Regions from separate parts of the Rattus norvegicus genome. Here all the other regions are linked to region 2. Evidence: chromatin contacts called from public Hi-C data. All regions are on one chromosome and are shown on one strand. Each heading gives the region's core, a stretch centred on a gene start, on an enhancer-like site or on the middle of the called end of the contact. The rest is flanking DNA. Distances are from core to core; before and after follow the strand shown. Region 1 holds the start of Ppp2cb (protein phosphatase 2 catalytic subunit beta). Region 2 holds the start of Gtf2e2 (general transcription factor IIE subunit 2). Region 3 holds the start of Rbpms (RNA binding protein, mRNA processing factor).

Region 1 (4,456 bases), core at 529-3,028, 130 kb before region 2:
AGGCAGGTGGATCTCTTGAGTTAAGAGGCCAGTCCGGTCTACACAGCAAGTTCCAGAACAGCTGAAGGAATAAAGTTTCACAGATGTGAAAAACAAAGCTATAAAAACAAGATTTTGAGAAATACGTGTGGTGGTCAGGATGCCTGTGACAACTTGTGACCTTTCTGAGAGATTCATCTGACGTCGGGATGCCCAGTGGTATGATAAAGTTTTGGTGATCAAGATTCTGACTAAGCTAATTAAGACAAAAAAACAAACAAGCAAACAAAAAACAACTGTTCTTAGAAAGACCCCCTACCCCTCCCTGTGGTAAACTCCGAGAACCACCGAAAGATGTCATCCTGACCCTGCCCGACCACCCACTTCACCCCTGCCCTCTAAGGGACTTGCCAACTTAGCCCTTTCCCAGTCATTCTCCAAGGCCAGGTGTAGGCCTGGATGCGGAAAGAGACCAATTGACCCAAGAACAGCCCCTTGAGCAGGCCAGTCAATACCTGACAAGATCCTTTGTCCTGTGTACCACCAATGAGAATGAGCCAGTTAACCCTGTTGCTGAAGTCTGCCCTCTGTAATGAATAAAAGTTGTGTGCTTTTTGGGTTCGGGGTTGCCTCTCCCTGCGTGGATGAGCAACCCCACGTACACGGATTAAAAGCCTTATACCGGGGCTGGAGAGATAGCTCAGTGGTTAAGAGCTCCGACTGCTCTTCCAGAGGTCATGAGTTCAATTCCCAGCAACCACACGGTGGCTCACAACCATCTGTAATGAGATCTGTTGCCCTCTTCTGGCCTGTAGTCATATATGTAGGCAGAATGCTGTACATAAAATAAATAAATAAATCTTTAAAAGAAAAAAAAAATCTTATACCCTCATGCTATTGCAGCGGTCACTTTGTCAATCTGTGCTCTTTGGGTGGCGCTCTTAAGGTAAGGCCACTATGGGGTCTTACAACACAGCCAAGACTACACCGAAAAACCCTGTGTGGAAAAACCAAAAGAAAAAAAATGTTTACTACTTTTACAGATGCCCTAAATTTGATTTCTAGCACCAGACACTACCAATTCCAGCTCCAGGGATCCAACACTCTCTTTTGTCCTCCCAAAGCACTTGCGCACGCGAGACATAAATGTAAATACATCCTTTGTTAAAAATTATCTTTCTGATGAAAGATAAAGGGTCCGAGATTTAGGGCCTCGCAACTATTTACTGCTCAGAGTAGAAATCTGTAGAAATTTACTCAATAAACATTTAGTGCATGTACTAGGGAAGTAAAAGGTTGAGGATAAAGCCCAACCATCCCAATTCCCTGTGCCGAGAGAGATCCAAGGCAAGAACCCACTTCCCAGAGGGCAGGAAGAACCAGAGAAGGATGCTGGCCCCAGGCCCCTCGGACCGTTTCTCCGCCGAGCCGCGCGAGGGCGCTGCTCCCCTCCTCGTGCGCCGAGCCCGCCGGCACCGCCCACTCTCCTTTTCCCGGCGGAAATGCCGGGGCGATGACGGAAACCCGGAGGGAGGGAAGAGAAAGAGCGAGAGAACCGCGGCCAGAGCGCGGAGAGGCCTGCGGGCGGCGACGGCAGCGGGAGGGCGGGCGCCGTCGGGCCGGAGCCTCCCCCGAGCCGCGCCGCGCTCTGCGCTCCGAGCCGTGAGCCCTTTGCCGCGCCCCGAGCGCGTGGCCGGGGGCCGGGCGGGGCGGGCGCTCCCGGAGGCCGGGGCCGGCGGCTGCCCGCTGGGCTTGGGCGGGGCGCGGGCTGCGCGCTCCGCGGCTCGGTGGTCCCGCCGGGGGCCGGCGGCGGGGGAGGCGGCGGGGACGCGCGGCTCGCCGCCATGGACGACAAGGCGTTCACCAAGGAGCTGGACCAGTGGGTGGAGCAGCTGAACGAGTGTAAGCAGCTGAACGAGAACCAAGTGCGGACGCTGTGCGAGAAGGTAGGCGGCCCGCCGCGGAGGCGCGCGCGGGGGAAACGGGCCCTGGCCCGGCCTGGAGTGTGGGACGGGGTGCGGGACCCCATCCCAGCCCCCGAAAGTCAGGCTGCTGCAGTCCCCTGGGTCCACGGGCAACTGCCCTGAAAGTCGTTAACACCGAGACTTGGTTAGCGTGGGGTCGTTCGCAGGTGAACCGGGCCCTTCGAAAACCGCGGAGTGCATGAAGCTTTTGTTTGCAGACTAGTGGGCGTGATGGCAGGCAGAGCTTTCTCCCAGGCTGAGTTTGGTGGAGGCAGGTGAAAAAGGCTCGGTCTTGACGGGCGACCGGCTCTTGAGAGTGATTTCTTTTTCAGGAAGAAGGCAGCAGGTGTTGAGTTTGGAAACAGCGTTTACTGGCAAAGATAACTGGGATGTGTGCTATATTTATGAGAGACCACGTTACAGAAAGTTACTTCCATTTTTACCCCCGTGTACACACACACACACACACACACACACACACACACACACCCAAAAGGATTGTGTCCATCTGATTTGCAGGCATTCCTTTCTTGGGATTGGGAGTCGGGGAGAGACGTAATAACCCTTAGTGTATTTTTCAAGTTGACCAAGTTAACTACTTAACACAGGGGAGTTTCTTTCTTTCAGTAGAACTGTGAAGAAAATGGTGTTTCTCCCAAAGAAACTGTGTTATCGTCCCAGTTAGCTATTCCTCTTGTGTGATAACCCGTAATTTCCTTAGGTCTTAAAGGTAACCCTTTGGGTGATCTCTCTCAAGCTGGAGCACCACTGAGCTGTCTGTCCAGTTTGGATCTTGAGTCAGTCAACCTTTCTGTAATTGTGACATCCAAACCTGATGATCTAAACCGAGAGGTGGCTGAATCAGTTTAGTGTTTCCGTTCGACATCCTAATAATTTTAGGACACGCTCCTACAGAAGGTTTTACCAGGGCTGTGAAGTATCGCACTCGAATCTTAAGCTCTTAGGAGGATTTATGAGCCTTTTAAAGGTTTTTTATAAAACTCAGTTTCTAAGTAAGCTGGATTACCAGTTAGTAGCAGCATACAGTGTTGTTGTTTTTTTGTTGTTGTTGTTTTTGTTTTTGTTTTTTTTTCTCTTTTCTTTTTTTTTTTTTTTTTTTTTTTTTGGAGCTGGGGACCGAATCCAGGGCTAGGCAAGCGCTCTACCACTGAGGCATACAGTGTTCTTGAGCTGACGTCTTAGGCTGTGGGTCTCTCTTCGTAGCATATCTGCACCAGTTCAGAGTGTCATCCACTTCTTTGTCCTAGAGCCCATAGGATGGAGGTGCTAGTGGGAAAAAATGGTTGGCTTCATGCCCTCTTCATGACTCTGGTATGCCTTTGTGGGCACGTGCCTGTGTATACCTGTGTTCCTCAGTTTTCTTCCACCTGGTGGTCTAGGCCCATTTTATAATAGCTTTTTTTTTTTTTTTTTAAAGATTTATTTTATTTATTATATATATAAGTACACTGTAGCTGTCTTCAGATACACCAGAAGAGGGCATCGGATCTCCTTACAGATGGTTGTGAGCCACCATGTGGTTGCTGGGAATTGAACTCATGACCTCTGGAAGAGCAGTCGGGTGCTCTTAACTGCTGAGCCATCTCTCCAGCCCTATAATAGCTTTAAAGATTTATTCTTTTTATTTTTTTCGGAGCTGGGGACCGAACCCAGGGCCTTGCGCTTCCTAGGCAAGCGCTCTACCACTGAGCTAAATCCTCAACAGATTTATTCATTTTTAATTGGGTGTCTGCATACTTAGTGCTGAAACCTGAGGAAGGAAGCCAGCCAGGGGTGTCATATTTCCTGGAGCTGTCTCTGTAAGGAGCCACCGATGCGATGGGGGGGTCCTAGGAGTCACTTGTTGGCTTAGTACAGGTTTTTAACCCCCGAGCCACCTCCATCCCCTGTTTAAGTTCAGCCAATCATAATTCAGTGCTGCCCCATGGCGAGCTACTGCCAGTCTCTGCACATCTGGTGCTTATCTGTGAGGCAGGGATGCTGCTTAACAGTCTTCTGGGTGGGAAGAATCAAGAACTACTCACAGTCCTTACTGGAAGACGCCCTGGGTGAATGTTGAATGAGAAAGGATGTGCTTTGGTCTTATTTCGGGCGGGCGTCACTCTTGCTTTAGTGAGATTTCTGGTGATTGTAGTTCAATGGAGATTTTGTGTACATTGTGCATTTCCCGTTACCTTCAGCACACAGGTTACCAAGTTTACAGCAATGCTGTAAAATAGACACCATTTATTTGTATGTGTGTGTACGCATGCATATGCAGGTGCATACATGCATTATGTATGCTGTGTTCGTTCGTGAGTGCACATGGGGAGGTCAAAGAACTGCTGGAGGAGAACACCACTTATGTGGGCTCTGAGGATCACATTGTAGTCTTCAGGTTTGAGCACCCAGCATCTGTGCCATTTCTTGGGCTAAAAGAGAGTTAGTTACTAACCTTTTTTAAAAAGAGAGGGCCTCACTGTGTACTCCAGCTCCCTGGAATCTTCCACCTT
Region 2 (4,350 bases), core at 1,614-4,113:
AAAGAAAGGCTATGTGATTTTCCTCAGGTAGAGGTATATATGTGGGGATTTTGAATTCCCCAGACAAGGTCAGAGAAGGAGAAACCCTGCTAATGAAGGGAGTCTTCCATATTGCAGAGGCTGTCTGGTCATGGTAGACTTCCACCTTAATTAATAGAGTTTTCCCCCAGTATTGGACCCTATTGGGTCCAAAGTGAACATCACCAAAGTGGCAGTGCTGCTGCCAATGTCATACATGACAGTCTGGGTTCAGCTCAGGCTGAACTCTTGACAGCGTAGACAGAAGGATTGATGGTGGATAAACAAAGGCCTAAAATTTGCATTTCCCAGAAAATTATGAATGGGTCTCTGTTTCTCAGGAAGAGCACTGCTTCCCTTCTGCCTCTATGGCTCACCTCTGGCAGTGGAGCATCTGGTCCCTTAGCAACGCACACCTGTAACACACATCAAAGTCCCCACACTAGCTCCTAGGCTTTTCTGGACTAAACCTCCCTCCCCCTGCTAACCTAATTTCCGGGCTGTCCCCATTTACATGCTTCCTTTAGCTGCAATTTGTCCCTTTAAAACTAGCCAGGTTGCCAGGCATGGTGGTGCACACTGTTAATCCCAGCACTCGGGAGGCAGAGCCAGAGTTGGGGCCGATCTGGGGCCCATGGGAAAATTCCCACCACAAACCTCCAAGCACAAGGACCCCTCACTTCCAGGAAGAAAAGAGCTGGTTTAGTCCCTGGAACAGCTGCAAGCCAAATGGTCACACAAAGCTACCAGACTCCCAGCTGAAAGTCTTGAGTTGATCTGAAGGTTGTTTCACTCCACCAAATGTGCATGGTACCCTGCCTGGTTACCATTGTTTGAATTCTGCCCCAACTGTTTGCAAGGTATCCTGTTAAAATCTGCTTGGGGTCGTCTTTCCCTTGAAGTGATATGACCCCAACATGTTGGAATGATTAAACTCCCCTGGCTTTTTTCTCTGTGGTTCTCGTTCAGGGGATCCCAGGCGAGGTTCAATTTGGACCTCACAGTAAGAGGTTCTCCTTTTCTATAAGAAAGCGTGCTGAGCAAGCCAGTAAGTAGCACTTCCCCCAACCCCATTCCCTCTGCATTAGCTACTGCCCTGACTTCCCTCGGTGATGACTTACTTGGAAGCGTAAGCTGAAAGAAACCTTTTCCTCCCCAAGTGGCTTTCGTCATGATGCTTCATCACGGAAACGGCAACTCTAAGATTGTATTCACGTTTGGCACCAGATGTATGCAAGAGGGGTACAGTAAAGAAACTGCCAACATGACCACCCCATTATATGGTTAAGGTGTTTATTGGAGAGGAGGGAGTGAACAGCCAGAGGCATCTGGGAGAGTCCAGGGCAGAGAGAGAAAGCAGACTGGGCCTTGCCAGGGCTGTTTACAAGAAAAAGGAAAATGGCCACAGATAGAAAACCGGGCAAGCATATTGAGAAGAGCAGCAGCAGGAGCTGAGGAGTAAAAACGGATTGGCTACAAGAAAGAGTAACTGCTGGTTGAGGAGGGCTAGGAGACTGGTGAGCCGGCTTTGAAATGTGTTAAGTGCTTGTAAGGACTGAGGGAGCCTGGAGGCTGACAGCACCTTGTTATGCTGATGTGTCGAGAGCCATATGTTTCTTTTGCTGGAGGTAAGGGAAATGAGTCTTTTTTTCTAGATAGGAATCAGCTTCACTGATTCCAGAGGAATGCTGTCTTTGTCTGATCATTAGAAATCCTCCTATAGTTCAGGCTGAGTTCATTTATGGATCTTTGGACTGTCATTTGAAGTTTAGGGAATTAGAGTCTCCTTTGGGCTTGACAAAGATGTAGTTAAACATAGCTAGTTTCTGCATCATTAGTATCCTATGGGGGTGGGGAGGATGGACGACAAAACTAAGACCCAAGGTATCTAGTACTAATACACTACAGCTATGGGATGTTCACACACTGGATTAAGTTGTACAAACAAGGAAAGGATAGTTGGAAGGGTGCAGGATGGGCCAATTATTATTTGTTGTTGTTGCCAAACATTGCACCACATCTTTTTGTCCAAAGATCAAAGACAGTTCACAGGTATGAAAAGCCGGCGTTCGAAGGGTAGAAGCTGAGCTGTAAGTTTTGAGCTTGAAATCCAGAAGTTGAATTCTATGTTGAGTTTTGCCTTTGCTAGACTGTTTCCCCCGCCCCCCCACCCGCCACACTGTTAAAGGTTCTGGTGAATAGTATTTAAGATAAAGTAAAAAAGCTTAGCATGGAGCATACATCTGTAATCTCAGCACTTGGGAGGCTGAGGCAGAACGATCTCTGCGAGGCTGAGGCAGAACGATTTCTGCAATTTTGAGGTCAAAGTAGTCTAGAATTCAAGTTCCAGGCCAACCAGACAACACTGGGAGACCTTGCTCAAAAAAAAAAAAACCCAAAATAACCCATCCCCTCCCCCCATCATAAAATATTGGTAATGTTGCCGGTTGGGTTAGATTCCAGAGCCCACTGAAGGAGCTGGTCCTAAGCTCTTTGTGCCAAGGAAAGTATCTTCCTGTTCTCTAAAGTAGAACCTGTGACGTTAATGTGGCGGGTAGCCTCTGAGCGCCCTCCGGTCGTCATGGAGACTTAGGGCGGAGCACACAGTGACGCACGCGCTTTTCGGAGCAGCGTTTCGCGGTGGTTGCCGGGAGCAAGCGTCCAGCTGCCGCACCAGGAAGTGGAGGGCGGAGCCGGGACTGAGTCGCCGCCTCGGGCTCGGAGGCCGGAGGCTCGACCCCCTCAGCAGGTCTGCGCTGGGCGCGCGCGGCGGCGGGGAAGCGCTGACGAGGGGCGGGAAGTGGGGCCGCGGTGGGCGGGTGTGCGTGAGTGCGTGCGACTGAGGCGGAGGCCAGGAGGCGGCGCGGGTTGCGGGTGCTGAGGTAGGGGCCACGGCGGCGGCGGGCGAAGGGGCGAGTCCCTAGTGAGACTCCGCTACCCTGAGGCGGGACGCGGCTTCCGAGGGGAGGCGCGTGAACGCCACGCCGCCAAGCTGTTCTCCAAGCCGATCCCCTTTAGGGGCTCGCTCTAGCCAGCATTGTCTTTTAGGCCGGACGTCCATAAGGCAAACTTTTGGGTTGGAAACCGGGAAGATTCCTGGTGGGCGAGCGGATTGTACCGCCTCTGAGCCCCTAGGTTTTTAGTCTGTGTGGAGTTGGGGGCACCGTGGCGTCCCCTCCCGACTGGTGTCTCCCCTGCTTTTTCTAATGCTGCTTAACTTTTGAGTTGTGTGTTTTCTGAGGAGTCGAGAGACATTTTCCAGATTGAACTCTGCTGTCCGTTTTGTGGTGTGCTCTGGTGTCAGGGCGAGCCGAGAAGCCAGAGACAGAGTAGACAGGCTGGAAGATTGCAGATTCTGGGGTGGGAAAGAACTGGACAGTGGAGCCTGAAGATTTTAAATGTTAGTTTCCCGGTACTATCCGCTGTGAAACTCTCAGTCGTATATCCTGATCCGGGGGTTTTGATTGACCAACGTGGACGTGGGATATAGTTTGTCTGCCACACAGGTTAGCCTTGAGATGCGCCATGCAAAACAGATGTTGCAAAAGGAGGAAACGTTACTTGAATCCCTGGAAACTAAACCGCTTGCTCGGGGTGCCTTTGTTGGTATATAGAGGTCTCTTATTTTAGAGCGCTTTGCTAGGGTTCCAGGACTGGGGCACATGACTTCTTCCACCCGTGACCTTAGTTGTGCCTCTCCCATTCAGGTTTTATTTGTTAATTTGTTGCAAACTGCCTGTTTCCTCAGTCTTCTCACTTGTGAATTTTGTCTTACTGTTTTCATGCTTTCCCTTCTCCCTATACCTTCCTCACTTGCATAGTAATAGTTAATGTTAATTTCTTACCCAATACAACCAAAATAACAATTACTCTTGAAAAAAATCTTTAATAAATACTTCCTCACTTTTACAGTTGGGCCAAATATGTACAACACTAATAGTGCCCCCCCCTTTCCCGGACTTAGGGAGAAAATTGAATTTAGAACAGTTACGCAGATTGTTGCTTTGATGTTAGGAATTGAAACTGAGAGAAGCAGGTGTTTTACTCATAACAGGAACTCTTCAAACTCTTCTTACATGAAATTCACACTGAGTAAGGAAATTTCCTTATGAGTATTTTTTTTTTCTGGATCAAGATTGAACGTGCCACACTGCCACATGCCACTCTCAAGCTATATCTCCAGTCTCTATCTTCCTATTTTAATCAAGGAACTCAATGCATGTGGAACCAGTTAGATGCTTCAGTTTCCCTGAAGATGTGGAAGCAATACTTAGTAAGAACTGAACTTGAGGTTGTGATGTTTTGCTAGGCTAGTGACTTAGTGTTGTCCTT
Region 3 (4,689 bases), core at 1,942-4,441, 210 kb after region 2:
AAAAAGAGAGGGAAAAAAAAAAAAAAGAATGTTCCTAAGTCCTAGATTTTTAATTCTGCACATAACTGTATCTTCATGAGCATATCAGTGTCATTACTGCAAAGAAAGCTAGCAGAGGCTTAGGGGTAAAACGTGCTGATTGAGAAGAGGAACTGGTTTCAAACAGAGGAGGGAAACAAAGCCTTGAATTCTCCAATGTAGGAGAAAGTCTAAACCCAACAGTCATCTAGGAGAGCAACCGTTTTCTCTTATTGATAGTTGGATTCACTTTTCAAACTCGGTTCAGTGGCCACCAGAAATTATAAGCATATATCCCTTCTCTTTTCTTCATGTACATATGTATACATTGTGTGTGTGTGTGTGTGTGTGTGTGTGTGTGTGTGTGTGCGCGCGCGCGCGCGCTCTATTTACTAGAGTCCACTCCAAGGCTCTCCAATGTGTTGGAACAGTTTGCTGATCCACTGGGTGGGCAGGGAATGGGTCCAGTGCTGTGGTTTTCTATAATGACAAGCACATTAATGGGACTCACCAAATACTCTATTTGTTTTACTTGTGGCTTTCAGGGTCATGGAGGGGGAGGGGGAGGAATTTCTCAAAAACCAAGTATACACAGAGAGCAGAGAATTATGATAAAATTACCTGGATCACTCAGACCAATTTTCTTTCCCTGTATTTCTATTATGCTACCTAGCCAGGTGTGGTGATAAATGCCCTTAATCCTAGCACTCTTAGGCCGGAAGGCAATTTCAAAGCCTGACTGGGAGACCCTACTTATAATCAAAATGTATAAAATAGTCAGAGTGTGTGCCTGGTGTGCCTATGGGCCTGGGTTCACTGGAAACAAAGGTCAAGTAACTAAAGGTCACTTATGACAGTGTCTGTAATTTACACATTTTTACACACTCCCACCAGCACACAATCAAAGCTCTGAAATCTTCCTGCTAGGTCATATTTCTCCAAGAATGAGTGTGTACCAGGAAAGAGTTAACACCTACCAGAATCACATGCTGCTCCTACCTGACTGGGAACACAGGGCAACAAGGTAAATAAGGCAGAAGATTGCACTAGCCCAGCCCAGCCCGGCCTTTACTTACTAGATGAGATCACCAGGAATAGAGGACCTTAGTGCGGCCAGCATTTTCAGCTGAGATGGCAAGAGTAAAATCTGATTTGCCATAATTTTAAGTCCAGTGGGTATGGGACTTGGAGACAAATCTAATGTTCTGTACCAAAACTTTGAAAACAAACAAACAAAACAAAACAAAAACCAAAAAACAAAACTATGGGGCTCTGTTATCTCCCAAAAATCATTTTCAAAGGACCAAATTGTGTTTTTCTTGTTGGTAGGATTGTTTTTCCCAGTTCCAACTTTTCTGAGCCAGATAAAGGAAAAAAAGATGGTTTCCTAGGACTATCTTTTAGCAGGCTAAAGGTATTACTGATCATAAATGAGCTACCTTCTGCTAATTAAAAAAAAAACAAAAACAAAAACAAAACTAAACACCAGCAATTTCTTTAACAGTTTAACTGGTCAGGAAATAAACGGAAAAACAGCCGGAACTTGCTGCCGGCCCCTGCTTTGTTATAAAACAGCATACGCGAAACTTTCCGAAGCAGTATTTGCTGATAAAATAGGTAATTTCTTCAGGTGGAGATGCGATTTTCAGCTAGCCCATTCATTTAGGGCGCACCACCTCCCAAGTGTGGTATGCTCTATTTTGCACTGATTCGCATACGTTTAATCTCTCCTGTCTTCCCCGTTTAAACAGTTCCCATTTTACCAGTGGATAGTTCCCGCGGGTCAGGGAGTTGGGTGGATGGATGAACTCTTTCAATGTTTGGTTTCACTCTCGGTCTAAGTTTGCACAAGTGTCTAAATACTGTCACCATGCTAACTGCTTTGGACGTCAGTTCGGGTCGCTTTCATCCTCTTTATTAGGATGTAAATTACCTCTAAGAACACTTTTTACATTAGAGTGGGATGGGCAGTCTCCGCTTCTGCACTCAATTCTGGGAGACCTTAAAAAAAGATAAACACAATTTCTTGGACTCCAGATAACCCACTAGCAGCAGGAGTGAAGTCGAGACAGGATATCACAAAACCGACAAAATTCACGAGCCCCCATGTACACACCGGCGTTCTCAATGAGAAACGCACCACAGCTGCAAATTGTTTTCTATCATCATTCCGAGTGTGCCACATAAAGTTGTGGGTTTTTTTTTTCCCCTATTAAAAAAACACCCCCCACGCACCTTTGCTTTGGTGAACCCAAAGCTTTTAGTCCTTGTTATTCTACCCCCACCCCCACATTCGACATCTCCCAGGTTCGGCGGGGGTCTCGGACTCATCGCAGAAGAATGTGGCTGATGAGTTATCTATTAATCCAAAATGTCTCAGCTAAGAAGATATTTCACCCAGAACTTTTAACACGGAAAGGAAGGGAGGGAGGAAGGGAGGGAGGGAGGGGAGGGAGCTGGGGTCGGAAGTATCTTTTACCGAGAACTTTCCCAGAGTTTCTAGCTTCACCCTACCTCCCTCCCTCCTTCCCAATTTCCAGCCGCAAGGCGCAGAACCCAAGTCCTGACCCTCCCTGGTCCCAATCATCTGAGGTCACCCGGGAGTCAGCTCTCGATTCCGCTTTCAACATCCCGGGTAGACAAAGCTGAGCATTCTACTTACAAAAGTCTCGGGAAAGTCCTCAAAACTTATGCAATCATGGGAGGCACGCGGACGCGCGTGGACTCAGCCGGGAGCCCTCGGGACGCCGCGTCCCGTGGTACAACCACCCCCCCCCGCCCGTGCGCCCCGCACCCCCCAACCAGTCCCCCTCCGTACCTCCTCCTCCTGAAGGTTGGCCTCGCTCGGGGTGTTCTCCTTCTCGGCTTTGCCGCCGCCGTTCATCTTCCCGGTCCTTCGTCGCCGCGCGGGGCTGGGGCGCGGGGCTGGAGGCGAGGGCGCGCTCGCCCGCTGCTACCTTCCCCCCGGGGCGGGCTGCGGGGCTGGAGCCGGGCGGCACAGCGGAGAGCGGAGTCGGGCGGGGACCTCCGAGAGGCCGGGCGAGCCCGGGAGTCGGGACGCGGCCGAGGCGGAGGAGGCGAGGCGGCGGGCGCGGTTAGGACCCGAGCGGCCGAGGGCGCGCAGCTGGCAGGCTCTGGGCAGCGGGGCCGCACGCAGCGCGCTTTCTCTCGCCTTTCTCCCTCCTCCCCTCCCCTCCCAGCCCTCCCCTCCTCCCTCCGCCCTCCCTGGACGTGCGCAGCCAGCCGCAGCCCAGAGGGACGCGGCTCCGGACGGCGAAGCCCCCCGCGGGAGGAGGGGCGCGGGGCGGAGCGGTCGACCCCAGTATTGGGCTGGGTTGGGAGGGGGGGGTCACCGGGGTCAGGAGGCCGCAGGGACGGCAGGAGGAAGGGTCTGGACCGCCCCCTCTCTCTGCAACCCCTGGGACCTAGGCGTCCGGGCAGACCAGCGGTGGTTGGCGGCTTGAGGAGGGGACTGGGGCGTGGGGGGCAAGCCTTTTGCGGGGGCGCATGGACTGGAGCGCACTACTTTTGTTTGCTGGCTTTTCACGACGGATGTGCACCCAAACCCACCCTCCTTGGTAGTACCCGACAAGACTCGGTTCTTCCCGGGCCGAAAAGTGACGGACACGTGGGACAGCCCACCACCGAGCCTCGCTTTTGCAGGAGACCGCTTGCCACCCCACTGAGGGTGCCGGAGTCCAGCGAAGCCTCCCCCGGCCCCCCCCCCCCCCAACCTCGGCCGCTATCGCTCTCTAGGCTTCCGGCCGCCCCTGTTCAGACTCGCACAGCCGGCACCAGACTGTTCTGGAATCGTTTTGTTTACTTCACTCTTCGGGGAGCCCCTTCCTGGAATACAAAACTGCGTCCTGTTTATCTTTTTCACTCTGCCACAACTTAAGTAGGCTACCTGGAGTGTAGTTCTGGAGCGTAGTAGGTCCTCAATATGTACTTGTTAACTGAAAATCCCTCACAGCCCCTCAAAGGTCAGGACATTTACCTCTGGAGAAGCAAAACAATTATCCAACACTGGATGACCACATAGATCCATTTCCTCATCTATGAAATGTATATATATTTTTTCATACACATACATACATATTCTCCCACTGATGATAATATTATATATTATATATACATATATATAATCTCCCAGGATTTTAGAGATTATAGCTGGGGCGAGCCTCCACTCCTAAACTCATACTTGCACAATTGTGGTTTACAATAGGCGGAAGCTAGCATTATTATTAAGGAAGTTCCCATTTTCCTGGTCCTACAGAACTTTTCCAACAATAGATCCTGTCTGCTTCTAGACCGTGACTAGTTTGGACAGACCTTTAAAACCCACGGCTCAGTAGTAGATGGTGCCTGTCTCTCTGAGGAAGTTAGTCTGGCTTGCCGCACCAATCACGACTTATCATTTATGGCTTGGTTTAAATGTTTATCTCTTTCTCCCTGCTCGACATTCTTTACCCTTCCCTGCTCTGAGTGCGGTTGGAGGTGGGGTGAGGAGGGGGCGGGTGGGAGCTGAAGATAAGGACCCTGTCTTTAGGCAATTCAAAGTGGTGTTGTGGAGACAAGATACCCCAAACAACTCCAAGGCAACATAACCGCTGAGTCCTGGTTCAAATTATAAAAAGCAGGATACACGCAACACTGTTCTTCTGCTTTTAA

The links. A called contact is a pair of places that touch in the nucleus more often than the background predicts.
Region 1: a contact with region 2 is called in a Hi-C map of mammary epithelial cells, with 2.6 times the contacts expected there. The contact joins the promoter of Ppp2cb here to the promoter of Gtf2e2 in region 2. A contact is called at or near these places in 2 of 12 Hi-C or Micro-C datasets (Schwann cells and mammary epithelial cells).
Region 3: a contact with region 2 is called in a Hi-C map of kidney, with 3 times the contacts expected there. The contact joins the promoter of Rbpms here to the promoter of Gtf2e2 in region 2. A contact is called at or near these places in 2 of 12 Hi-C or Micro-C datasets (Schwann cells and kidney).

The regions. Positions count from the first base shown.
Region 1 is chr16:65,279,705-65,284,160 of GRCr8, reverse strand. Ppp2cb (protein phosphatase 2 catalytic subunit beta) reads left to right here and starts at 1,778. Exons shown (of 7, transcript NM_017040.3): 1 at 1,778-1,925. The coding sequence starts at 1,824.
Region 2 is chr16:65,150,814-65,155,163 of GRCr8, reverse strand. It overlaps Gtf2e2 (general transcription factor IIE subunit 2), which reads left to right and starts at 2,863. Exons shown (of 8, transcript NM_001107318.2): 1 at 2,863-2,900.
Region 3 is chr16:64,941,111-64,945,799 of GRCr8, reverse strand. Rbpms (RNA binding protein, mRNA processing factor) reads right to left here and starts at 3,191. Exons shown (of 7, transcript NM_001271244.1): 1 at 2,837-3,191. The coding sequence starts at 2,902.